2 separate regions of the Sus scrofa genome follow, and region 2 is linked to region 1. The links are chromatin contacts, called in public Hi-C maps. All regions are on one chromosome and are shown on one strand. The core of a region is the stretch at or near the end of the contact, and the rest is flanking DNA. Distances in the headings are between cores, read along the strand shown. Region 1 has its middle 9.3 kb from the start of EMC10. Region 2 holds the start of C6H19orf81 (putative uncharacterized protein C19orf81 homolog).

Region 1 (5,217 bases), core at 1,371-3,870:
TCAAAGCGTCCCCGCCTCAGTTCTCTCCTCCCCCCTCCCTTCTTGCTTGCTCTCTCTACCGGGAAAGGGAGGGGCACTAATGAAGCACCAGCTGTGTGCCGCCTCTCCTTAAACCCCTCCTTAAACCTTGTGCTCTCGCCCTCGCCTTGCTCTTCCTTCCCAGCAGTGGATGCTCTCGGTTCCGGCGGGAGGCGTCTGTAGAAGAGCCCCAGCTCCTTCCCTCACGGTGCTGGGCAGAGAAACGAGACGACCGATTGGGGTTCCAATTTTATTTCCTCGGGGTGGGGTGTAGGGACAGGAAGAGGGACTGAAGGAGGACCAAGAGGGAAAGTAGGATAGAAAATGCTGGAACGGTGTTCATGGGAAGGGCACTGATTCTTCTTCTGGTCCTTAAGTCATGGGTTGTTGTCCTCTTGTCCCCCCACCCCCCCAACTGGCAGCCAGGGAAACTGAGGCTCAGGCGGGCTCCAGGGTCTCCTCCCTCCTTGGCCTCATGGTTTCTCTCCCTTCTCTCCCCCTCCCTCTGCATTCTCTCCTCCGCTCTGCCTCCTCTGCCCTGTGGCTGCTCTGTGACTTGCACGCCGGCTTCCCACAGGCATCTCCCGCACCCTGTGTGCTGGTTTCCTTCGCGCGCATCTGTCTTGTCATTCCGTGTCCCCCCCGCGGGTCCGTCTCTATCACCCGTCCAGCTGTCTGTCTCCAACCCACTTGCTCACAGCTTTTCTCTCTTCCTCTCACCAGCCTTCCGACCTGCTTCTCAGAGCTTCCTCCTCTCCCCCCCGCCCCTCTCTCTCAGGCACTCCTCCCTCCCTGCTTCCCGTTGTTTCCCCTGCTCGTCGCCTGTGCTCGGGGTCTCTCTGGAAGCCTTTCTGCTCTCCCTCTCCTTGCTCCCACCCACTTGTCCCCCAAGTGATGCCCCGGGGAGTGGGGGACAGGCCCTTCCGGAGGGCGCGAAGGGTCCTGTGCTCTCGGGGTCCCCTTCCCCTCGCTTTGTTCCTCCCGTCGCCTCTCCTCTTGACTCCATCTGCTTTCCCTTCGTATCCTCGCGCTCCCTCCTCTTTTTGTGTGTGTGTCTTTTTTGCCTTTTCCAGGGCGGCACCCGCGGCATATGGAGGTTCCCAGGGTCGAATCGGAGCTGTAATAGCCGCCGGCCTACACCACAGCCACAGCAACGCTGGATCCGAGCCGCGTCTGCGACCTACCCCACAGCTCAGGGCAGTGGCGGATCCTTAACCAGGGATCCTTAACCAGGGATCGAACCCGTAGCCTCATGGTTCCTAGTCGGATTTGTTAACCACTGAGCCACGACGGGAACTCCTTCTCAGTGAGTTCTTTTACTCCTCCTCCTCATCCATCCCCTCTGCCCCTCCCTGGCCACTGCCTCTGTCTCTCCTCCCACCCCCCACCTGGGGTTTGCAGCCCCCTATTCCCGTCCCCCGGCCCAGCTCGGGAGGCCCCCTGCCTTGGCACAGACGGTCCTGTGATGTCTGTTTCGCAGTTTAGGGCCTGGGAGCTCGGCTGCACGTTGGCGTCCGCCTGCAGCTCCTGATTAAACGGGGACACGGTCCCGCGACTTGGAAGGGCGCGTGCTCACCCGGGAGGCGGCACCCCCAACCCCTACCCCCAGCTCCCGGTCTCCCCGCCCCTCCTCTCGCCCCGCTCAGCCGCCCACCCGCCCTCGCCGCCTTCTCGGCATCCTTCCCTCCTCTCCGGCCCTTCCTCCGCCGGGGGTCTCGGAACCCGCCCGGTTCACACGCCGGCTCTCTGCCCGCGGCCTCCGCCCCTCCGCTCCCTCCTCCCCTCTCCCCTCCAGCTCCCTCCTTTTCTCCTCAAAACCCCCGGGCTCTTCCCTGCTCCCCTCTCGGGGTTCGGCCTCCGTCCCGGCCTCTGGCCCCCTTCCTTCCCACGCTGGCCGCGGCTCCTCCCCCCTTTTCTTTCCCTCGTCGCCCCCCACCCCCCACCCCGGCCCGTGCCCTGGGGGTGCCGCCCCCCGCCCGGCGCTGGCGTCCGTCGCTCCCCGTCCCTCGGGCTCCTCTTTCCCACTCGGGCTTCTCTCTTTTCAGGCCCCTCCCGGCCTCTGTCACCCGCTCCCCGTCCTCTCTTCTCCCCGCCTCGCCCGCCCTCGCCCTGTCTCCGGAGACCCCCCTTCCCTCGCCCGCCCTCGCCCTCGGGGCTCCGTCCACCCTGGGGCCGGGCTGCCGAGCCAGAGTCCCCGAGTTGGACGGGCCTTTCTGACCCCCATTTTCTCTCTCTTCTGCGTGTCCCGGACCCTGGACACCGCCTGAAGGGCCCGGGCCGGCCCCGGGTCCAAGGAAGGGAAGCAAGGCGCAGGCTCAGAGGCAGGGAGCACAGTGCCCAGAGGCACACAGCACGTAAGTGGCGGGGCCAGGCCCTGGCCCCTCCGCGGCTCTGCAGACCCCTGGACTCGCGTCTGAACTTGCGGAGAAGGGGGCGGCCTGCCTTCTGCCCCTCCACCGCCTCCCCCTCCCCTCTCCCTCCCGCAGCGAGAAGCACCGCAGCGCAGGGAGGACCTCGCCCGACCCCCACTTCGCCGATAAAAACCAGGCGCCTCGCGGTCCCGAGGACCAGCATCCGCCGGGACAGAGGCTTCGCGGGAGCCCCGACCTTGGCCAAGGACCGCCAGCGCCCCCTGCAGGGAACCGCACGGACCTGCAGGAGCAGCGTTCTCAGCCCGGCTGGGCTTCCGTCGCCACCTACTGGCAAGGGAGGAAACTGCAGCCGAGCTCCCGCAGACCCGGGATCGTGCACAGGAGAGAGAGGCCCCTGCCTGGGGCTGGGGAGAGGCTGCTGGTGGGAGAAGGGGACAGGCAGGATCTGCAAAATTCTGGAAACATTAAAGATTGTCCCTTAACCAGTACGTAAGCACGGTACTCGGCAAGTTGCTTGGTCGCCGGCGTAAACCTCCAGCTGCGCGAGCGTTTGCTGTCGAGCTCCGCTCTCCCGCCGCCCTAGAAACGCGGTGACCGCTGTGGGAAAGGGCGAGTGGGATATGGTTTCAAAACTTGCTGCCCTGGAGCCTACCTGTAGGAGTGGGGCCACGCTGAGTTTCCCTTCAGAAATGGAGGGTGGGTGCAAGCAGAGGTAAAGGGCTGACAGGCCCCAAGCCTCGCCGAGTCTCCCCTAGGACGCCTAACACAGAAAACTCTAGAATTGTTTCCAGGAGCTACCTGCTGCAACACACAATTCGGAGTGGTAAACATTCTTTAAAGCCTTGCTCATTGGGTTAAGGATCCAGCATTGCTGTGAGCTGTGGTGTGGGCTGCAGATGTGGCTCAGACCCCGTGTTACTGTGGCTGTGGCTCCAGTTCCACACTAGCCTGGGAACCTCCATATGCCACAGGTAAGACCCTAAAAAAAAAAAAAAAGGTAAAAGGTTGCTTATCAAGTAACTATTTTAAAAATTTTTATTCTGGCCACAACCACGGCATGCAGACGTTCCCAGGCCAGGGATCCAACCTGAGCCACAGGGGTTCCTTTTGTGGCTCAGCGGTAATGAACACGACTAGCATCCATGAGGACACGGGTTCAGTCCCTGGCCTTGCTCAGTGGGTTAAGGATCGGCGCTGCAATGAGCTGTGCTGTAGGTCACAGATGCTTCTCGGATCCTGAGTAGCTGTGGCTGTGGTGTAGACTGGCAGCTCCAATTCGACCCCTAGCCTGGGAACTTCCATATGCTACAGGTGCAGCCCTAAAAAGCAAAACAAACAAAAAAGAACCCTGAACCACAGCAGTGACAACTCGGATCCTTAACTCCGAGCCACCAGAGACTGTTTTAAATATACCCAAATGACAACAAGGAACCCTAGGTTTGCAGAGGGGAGGTTCCTCAGTGCCACAGAACAGGTGACATTCTGTGGGGCAAAGAAGGGCATCCAAGGGGAGGGGCAGGACCTGAGCGTTTACCTGGCAGGGGCTCTCCTGTCTTAGACCAGAGGGTGGGGCTGGGGGCGGGGCAGGAGGGAGAGGATGAGGGTGGCTCAGTGGGGAAAGAGAGGAAGGAGGGATGGAGCTGCTGCTGCCGCCGCCCGGGGTGGGGGGAAGGGGGGGTGAAGTGGGGCCCCTCTGGTGCTGGGTCCTGCAGACACGCGCATGTGTGGGAAATGACACAGGCACATGGGGCTTCCCACAGTGCTGCCTGGAACAACACAGAGGCCCATCACCAGGGCACCCACAGGAGTTCCCGCTGTGGCGAATAGGATCAGTGGCATCTTGGGAGCACTGGGACACAGGTTTGATCCCCAGGCCGGCACAAGGATCCGGCGTTGCCACAGCTGTGGCGTGGGTCGAGACTGTGGCTCAGATTTGACCCTGGCCCAGCAACTCCATAACACCGTGAGGCAGCCAAAAAAGAAAAAAAAAAAAAAAAAAAAACGGGACCCATGAAATCCACTCTGGGCCAGCTGTGTCGTGGAACGAGCATGCAGTCTGGATCAGAGATGGAAATCTCCCAGAGATCCCTGGTGGCTCAGCAGGTTAAGGACCTGGTGCTACCACCACAGCAGTTCTGGTCACTGCTATTGCACGGGTTCAATCCCTGGCCCAGGAACTTCCACATGCTGCGGGGGCAGCCAGAAACTAAAAGATCAAGAGACGGAAACCTCTCTAACCCTGTCGGGTGGTCGCGTGGGGGTGGGGAGCTGGGGCAAGGCATTCTGGCAAAAAAATCACGTACACACACATTCACTTGTTTCTGGAGAGTCTCGAAAGCAACGCACACGGGAGACTGAAAACTCAGGCTGCCCCACTGAGGGGACCAGGGCCCCTGGGGTGGGTGGAAGGCTCTCCATTTCGGAGGCTACTGCACCTTTCAACGTTCATGCTACAACCCCAGCTACCCTGGGCAGTAAAAAGGAACAGTGACCGAGCTCTGGAGGGACCGCAAGGACTGGAGGAGACTGTGAAGCACGACAGAGCCCCGGGGCCCGCACCGCTCGGACACTGATGAGACCACGTCACAGAGTGACCGTCGGCCTGAGAGCAATTAAAAAAGGACAGAACGTATCCGGTGGATCAAGACCTAAAATCTCAAGCCATTAAAAAAAAAAACTAACAAAATGGCCCAGCCAATGGCTAGAGGGAGAACACAACTGCAAATGAGACAAAATTCACAAAAACATCAGGGAACATCTCCCGGGCAATCTAGGAAAAGACAGTTGGGCGGCAGGCGGGACAGCAGCTGGCACCGCTTCCCGCCGA
Region 2 (5,228 bases), core at 271-2,770, 120 kb before region 1:
GGAGCAATGGGGTGGGGACTGGTCCCTAAAGGAAAGACAGTGGGGAGTTCCCCTTGTGGCCCAGCGGGTTAAGAACCCAACTAGTATCCATGAGGATGTGGGGTCGACTCCTGGCCTGGCTCAGTGGGCTAAGGAGCCAGCTTTGCCCACAGGCTGCAGCATGGGTCACAGGTGCAGCTTGGATCTGGCATGGCTGTGGCTGTGGCTGTGGCTGACAGCTGCAGCTCTGATTCCACCCCTAGCCCAGAAACTTACATATGCCAGAGGTTCGGCCCTAAAAAGAAAAGAAAGAACAACAGTGATCCCTGTGTTGGGATAAAGTCAGGGTTAGGGTTCGGGTTAGCGGGAACACCTCTGAGGTTTGTGCCTAGCAAGCCTCATGTAATTCTCAAATGGGTGAAAACCCACTAGATACCTTCACTGACTGAGCCAGGAATGGTCAGAGGATTCACACACCAAATAACCATTTCACTGAATCTCTCAAAAACATGGACTTTTAGGAGCACCCTTCATGGCTCGGCAGTTAACAAACCAGACTAGGTTCCATGAGGTTGTGGGTTCGATCCCTGGCCTCACTCAGTGGGTTGAGGATCTGGCGTTGCCCTGAGCTGTGGTGTAGGTCGAAGACGTGGCTCAGATCCCATGTGGCTGTGGCGTCGGCCGGTGGCTACAGCTCCGATTTGACCCCTAGCCAGGGAACTTCCTTATGCTGCAAGTGCAGCCCTAAAATAGCCAAAAAGAAAATGAGATTTTACAATATCTGTACATTTTACAGAATTTCATAGTAGGTGGATTAGCAAGACTCCCTCTGTCTTCAGTCTTCCCTCACTCTGCCTCTCAATCCCCCTCTGGGATCAGCAGTGATAAAGATGACGATGGGTTCCCCCCCCCCATTCACAATCAATATTCAGTCACTCATCCTGGTGCTGAGCCCCCAGCTGATAAGCCTCAAAGCCTGGATGCAACCTGTGTCCATCATCGCTTCTAAGGCTCTGCCCTTCCCATCACCACGTCCTGCGGGGACCTGGGGTCGTGGGGGTGGAGGGTCCACTCACTGAGGTCTCCATGCACAGACAGAGGGGCTGCGAGGCAGGCGGCATGGGAAACTTGCGGATGCACGGGAGCTCTCGGTCCAGCGCCTCATATTCTGCAATGACCTGGCGCAGGTACTGCTTCCTGGGAAGACAGCACACAGGGACCTCCTGAGGTCAAGGGCTGCTGCCGGCTCAGAAGAGCTGAGGTTGGAAATCACGAGGCCAGGGTCCACTCACGAGGATTTGATGGGTCTGCCTTGGCTCCAAGCCTGAGTCTCCGCTGGGGTCTCTAGGTCCACAAGGAGGCCTCCTGGGGATGGAAAACCCAGTATAAGCTGCCCTGAGCCCTTCTCACACATGATTCTGCTTAGATGGCATCACCAGGTGCTGTCCATGCTGCCCCTGAGATAGCTTTTTTTTTTGCCCTCTGTCTTTCAGGGCGGCACCTGCAGCATATGTAAGTTCCCAGGCTAGGTGTCAAATTGGAGCTGTAGTTGCCGGTCTACACCACAGCCTCAGCAACGCCAGGTCCACGCCTCGTCTGCAACCTACACCACAGCTCATGGCAACGCTGGATCTTTAAACCACTGAGCAAGGCCGGGATCCAACAGGCACCGCTGAGCCGCAATGGGAACTGCCCCCATCCCTGCCTCAACCTCCAACCCCGTAGATTTTATGCCAATTATTAAGCTGCTGTCTCCAGCTCAAAACTCCTCCCACCTCCACCCAGAGTGCTGGGACTCTATCAACACCATTTGAATTTTTTTTTTTTTTTTTTTTTTTTTTGCTTTTTATGGCTGCACCCACGGCATATGGAGGTTCCCAGGCTAGGGGTCAAATTGGAGCTGCAGCTGCTGGCCTGCAGCACAGCCACAGCAATGCGGGATCCTTAACCCACTGAGCCACTGAGCAAGGCTAGGGATGGAACCTGCAACCTCATGGATCTTAGGTTCGTTAACCACTGAGCCATGGAGGGAGCTCCCCCAACCCCACTGCTGCTCCAAGAGTTGGGGTCCTCTTAGGTTCTGCCTAAAGGGGGTGCTAGAGGGAGATTGAAAAGCAGGAGGAAGAGAACTTTGCCCCCTTTTGCTTCCTATTCCAATCCCCCCAGCCTGGCTTCGTCAAGGCAGCAGCAGCTACATCCAGTTTGTGGGTATTCCCATCGTGGCGCAGCAGAAACGAATCTGACTGGCAACCATGAGGTTGCAGGTTTGATCCCTGGCCTCGCTCAGTGGGTTAAGGATCCAGCGTTGCCATGAGCTGTGGTATAGGTCACAGATGCAGCTCAGATCTGGCATGGCTGTGGCTGTGGCGTAGACCAGCAAGTGTAGGTAGCTCCAATTGGACCCCTAGCCTGGGAACCTCCATATGCCGCAGGTGCAGCCCTAAAAAGACAAAAGAGAAAAAAAAATCAATCAATCCAGTCTGTGGTTTTTCCAGCAGTCTCAGAACTGGCCTCCAGATTGATTGGTAACAGCTCTCAGATCTGGGCTCTTTCCACCCCACCCCCACCCCCGGTCAGCTCACCAGTCTCTCTTAGGGCTGACTGCCAGATGTCCTGCATCATTCATTTCCCCTTCCTCTGCAATCCTAGAGGTTTCTCCAGCTGGAGACAATAGTTCCCAGTCTCCCTGGCAGCTAATTGTGGCCAAGTTCTCACAAAGGGTGCTAGCGGGAGTGATGAATGCGACTTTGGAGTCGTTTGCTTAAGAGAAAAAGTCTCTTAGACTCAGCGTCCCTTCCGTTGGACCAGAATGTGGACGTAGCAGCAAGTCAGCTTCATCCTGGCTGGAGATGCGGAAGCAACCCGGGTCCCCGTGTCTTCTCATGGGGCTGAGATATCCCACCCCTCCAGACCACCTGCCTCCATCACACGAGAGAATAAACCAGTTTCCTAACGCCATTGAGTTTTGGGGTCTCTTTGTGGCGGAAAAAACAAAACAACAAAAAAAGAAAAAACAGGAGTTCCCGTTGTGGTGCAGTGGTTAACAAATCCAACTAGGAACCATGAGGTTGCAGGTTCGATCCCTGGCTTTGCTCAATGGGTTAAGGATCTGGTGTTGCCGTGAGCTGTGGTGTGGGTCGCAGATGTGCCTCGGATCTGGCATTGCTGTGGCTGTGGCAAAGGCTGGCGGCTACAGCTCCTATTAGACCCCTAGCCTGGGAACCTCCATATGCCGCAGGTGCGGCCCTAGAAAAGGCAGAAAGACAAAAAAAAAAAAAAAAAAGAAAAAAGAAAAAACAAAGTAGCTGCTGCCAGCCAGGAGCTGGTGTGGCAGCCCCAGCCAGACCCTGGCGTCCTCATTGGACCTAAGGAACGTCACAGAACACCCACAGCAGCCAAGGTCACCCCGTGATAGCAATGGAGCAAGATAAAATTAAGACCATTCTGGGAGTTCCTGTCATGGCTCAGTGGTTAACGAATCCGACTAGGAACCATGAGGTTGCGGATTTGATACCTGACCTCGTTCAGTGGGTTACAGATCCGGCATTGCCACGAGCTGTGGTGTAGGTCGCAGACGCAGCTCGGATCCCATGTGGCTGTGGCTGTGGCTGTGGTGTAGGCCAGAGGCTACATCTCTGATTCGACCCCTAGCCTGGGAACCTCCATATGCTGCAGGTGTGGCCCTAGAAAAGGCAAAAAAAAAAAAAAAAAAAAAAAAAATTAAGCCCATTCTGGAGTCAAGTGTCAACCCAACAAGACATGGCCTCAGCCCAAACCACAAACCCCAGCACATAGCCCCCGGTCTTACTCAGACCCGACGCTTCTTTCTCCGCCAGTATTAGTGCTGTTCTTTCCTCCTGCATCATGAACTTGCCTCTGCTTCTTGCCAGCCTCAGATCCAGAGCAAAGCCTGCTTTCCTGATTCCTCTGCCGGTCACCTAACTCAGTCCAGTTCCTACAAGTCCTGTCTCAACACCTCTAACGCAGGAGTTCCCACTGCGGTGCAGTGGGATCGGCAGTGTCTCTGCAGCACCAGGATGCAGGTTCAATCCTTGGCCAGGCACAGCAGGTTAAAGGATCCTGCATGGCCACAGCCGTGGCACAGGATGCAACTGTGGCTTGGACCTGATCCGTGGCCCGGGAACTCCATATGCCATGGGCAGCCAAAAAAGAAACAAAAAACCCTTTCTCAGACACGGAGGTGTTACTGTCACCTGCATTACAATTCAATAAATAAACCCGGTGGTGTGCTGGTATTTTCTTTCTCTCTCTCTCTCTCTCTCAGCATTTGCCACTTTTCATGGTGTCAGTACTCCTGCCCTGACCAATTTTGTGCTCCCCGTGATCTTAAAAACCAACTTGGGAGTGTCTGTCCAGGTGCAGTGGCAATGAATCTGACTAGTAACCGTGAGGTTGCAGGTTCGATCCCTGGCCTCGCTCAGTGGGTTAAGGATCCAGCGTTGCCATGAGCTGTGGTAGGTCACAGACGTGGCTTAGCTCCCACATGGCTGTGGCTGTGGTATAGGCCGGCAGCTGTAGTTCAGATTCGACCCCTAGCCTGGGAAACCTCCACGTGCCATGGGTGCGGCCCTAAAAGATAAATAAATAAATAAAATAAAAACAAGTACCTATTGAATAATTGAGTAAATACAGCACTTTCAAACTTCCACAGGCATCTCCGAGGCCTGCTCTGTACCTTGGAGGATGCTGCAGGCCAAGAGATTAACAAGACCCGCCCTGCCCTCCAGGAGCTTCCGGTCTGGTGGAGGAAGCCAGCACTGCAAAGGGTGATACAGTGAAAGGCTCACGAGGTGAAGAGGAAGCCCAGTCTGGAGGCAATCAGGGAAGGCTCCTTAGAGGAGGTGATGTCTCAGGTGAGAGTTAAGGGATAAGGAGAAGTTTGCCACATAAAGAAATGGCAGCAGAGTTCCCGTCGTGGCTCAGTGGTTAACGAATCCAACTAGGAACCATGAGTTGCGGGTTCGATCCCTGGCCTCGCTCAGTGGGTTAAGGATCCGGCATTGCCATGAGGTATAGTGAAGGTCACAGATGCGGCCCGGACCCCACGTTGCTGCGCCTGTGGCATAGGCCAGAGGCTACCTACAGCTCTGATTCGACCCCTAGCCTGGGAACCTCCCTATGGCTTGGTTGCAGCCCTAGAAAAGACAAAAAAAAAAAAAAAAAAAAAAAAAAAAAAAGGAAAGAAATGGCAGAGAAAGGGACGTTTTATGCAGAGAGACCACAGGGGG

Evidence for each region. Hi-C and Micro-C count contacts between places; a contact is called where the count stands out from the background.
Region 2: a contact with region 1 is called in a Hi-C map of epiblast stem cells, with 2.8 times the contacts expected there. The contact joins the promoter of C6H19orf81 here to the enhancer-like site in region 1. A contact is called at or near these places in 1 of 5 promoter capture datasets (fetal liver) and 3 of 47 Hi-C or Micro-C datasets (embryonic fibroblasts, epiblast stem cells and fetal heart ventricle).

What each region holds. Positions count from the first base shown.
Region 1 is chr6:55,323,109-55,328,325 of Sscrofa11.1, reverse strand. No RefSeq gene overlaps it. Among named protein-coding and RNA genes, the nearest start is that of EMC10, 9.3 kb to the right of the region's middle. Within about 2 kb of position 2,620, at least 19 of the 83 cell types and tissues checked have an H3K27ac peak or open chromatin away from gene starts, as enhancers often do. A contact at or near this core is called in epiblast stem cells and fetal liver, where this site is marked.
Region 2 is chr6:55,442,375-55,447,602 of Sscrofa11.1, reverse strand. It overlaps C6H19orf81 (putative uncharacterized protein C19orf81 homolog), which reads right to left and starts at 1,520. Exons shown (of 4, transcript XM_021094808.1): 1 at 1,272-1,520; 2 at 1,056-1,176. The coding sequence starts at 1,393. It overlaps SYT3 (synaptotagmin-3), which reads left to right. Exons shown (of 14, transcript XM_021094805.1): 2 at 4,652-4,853.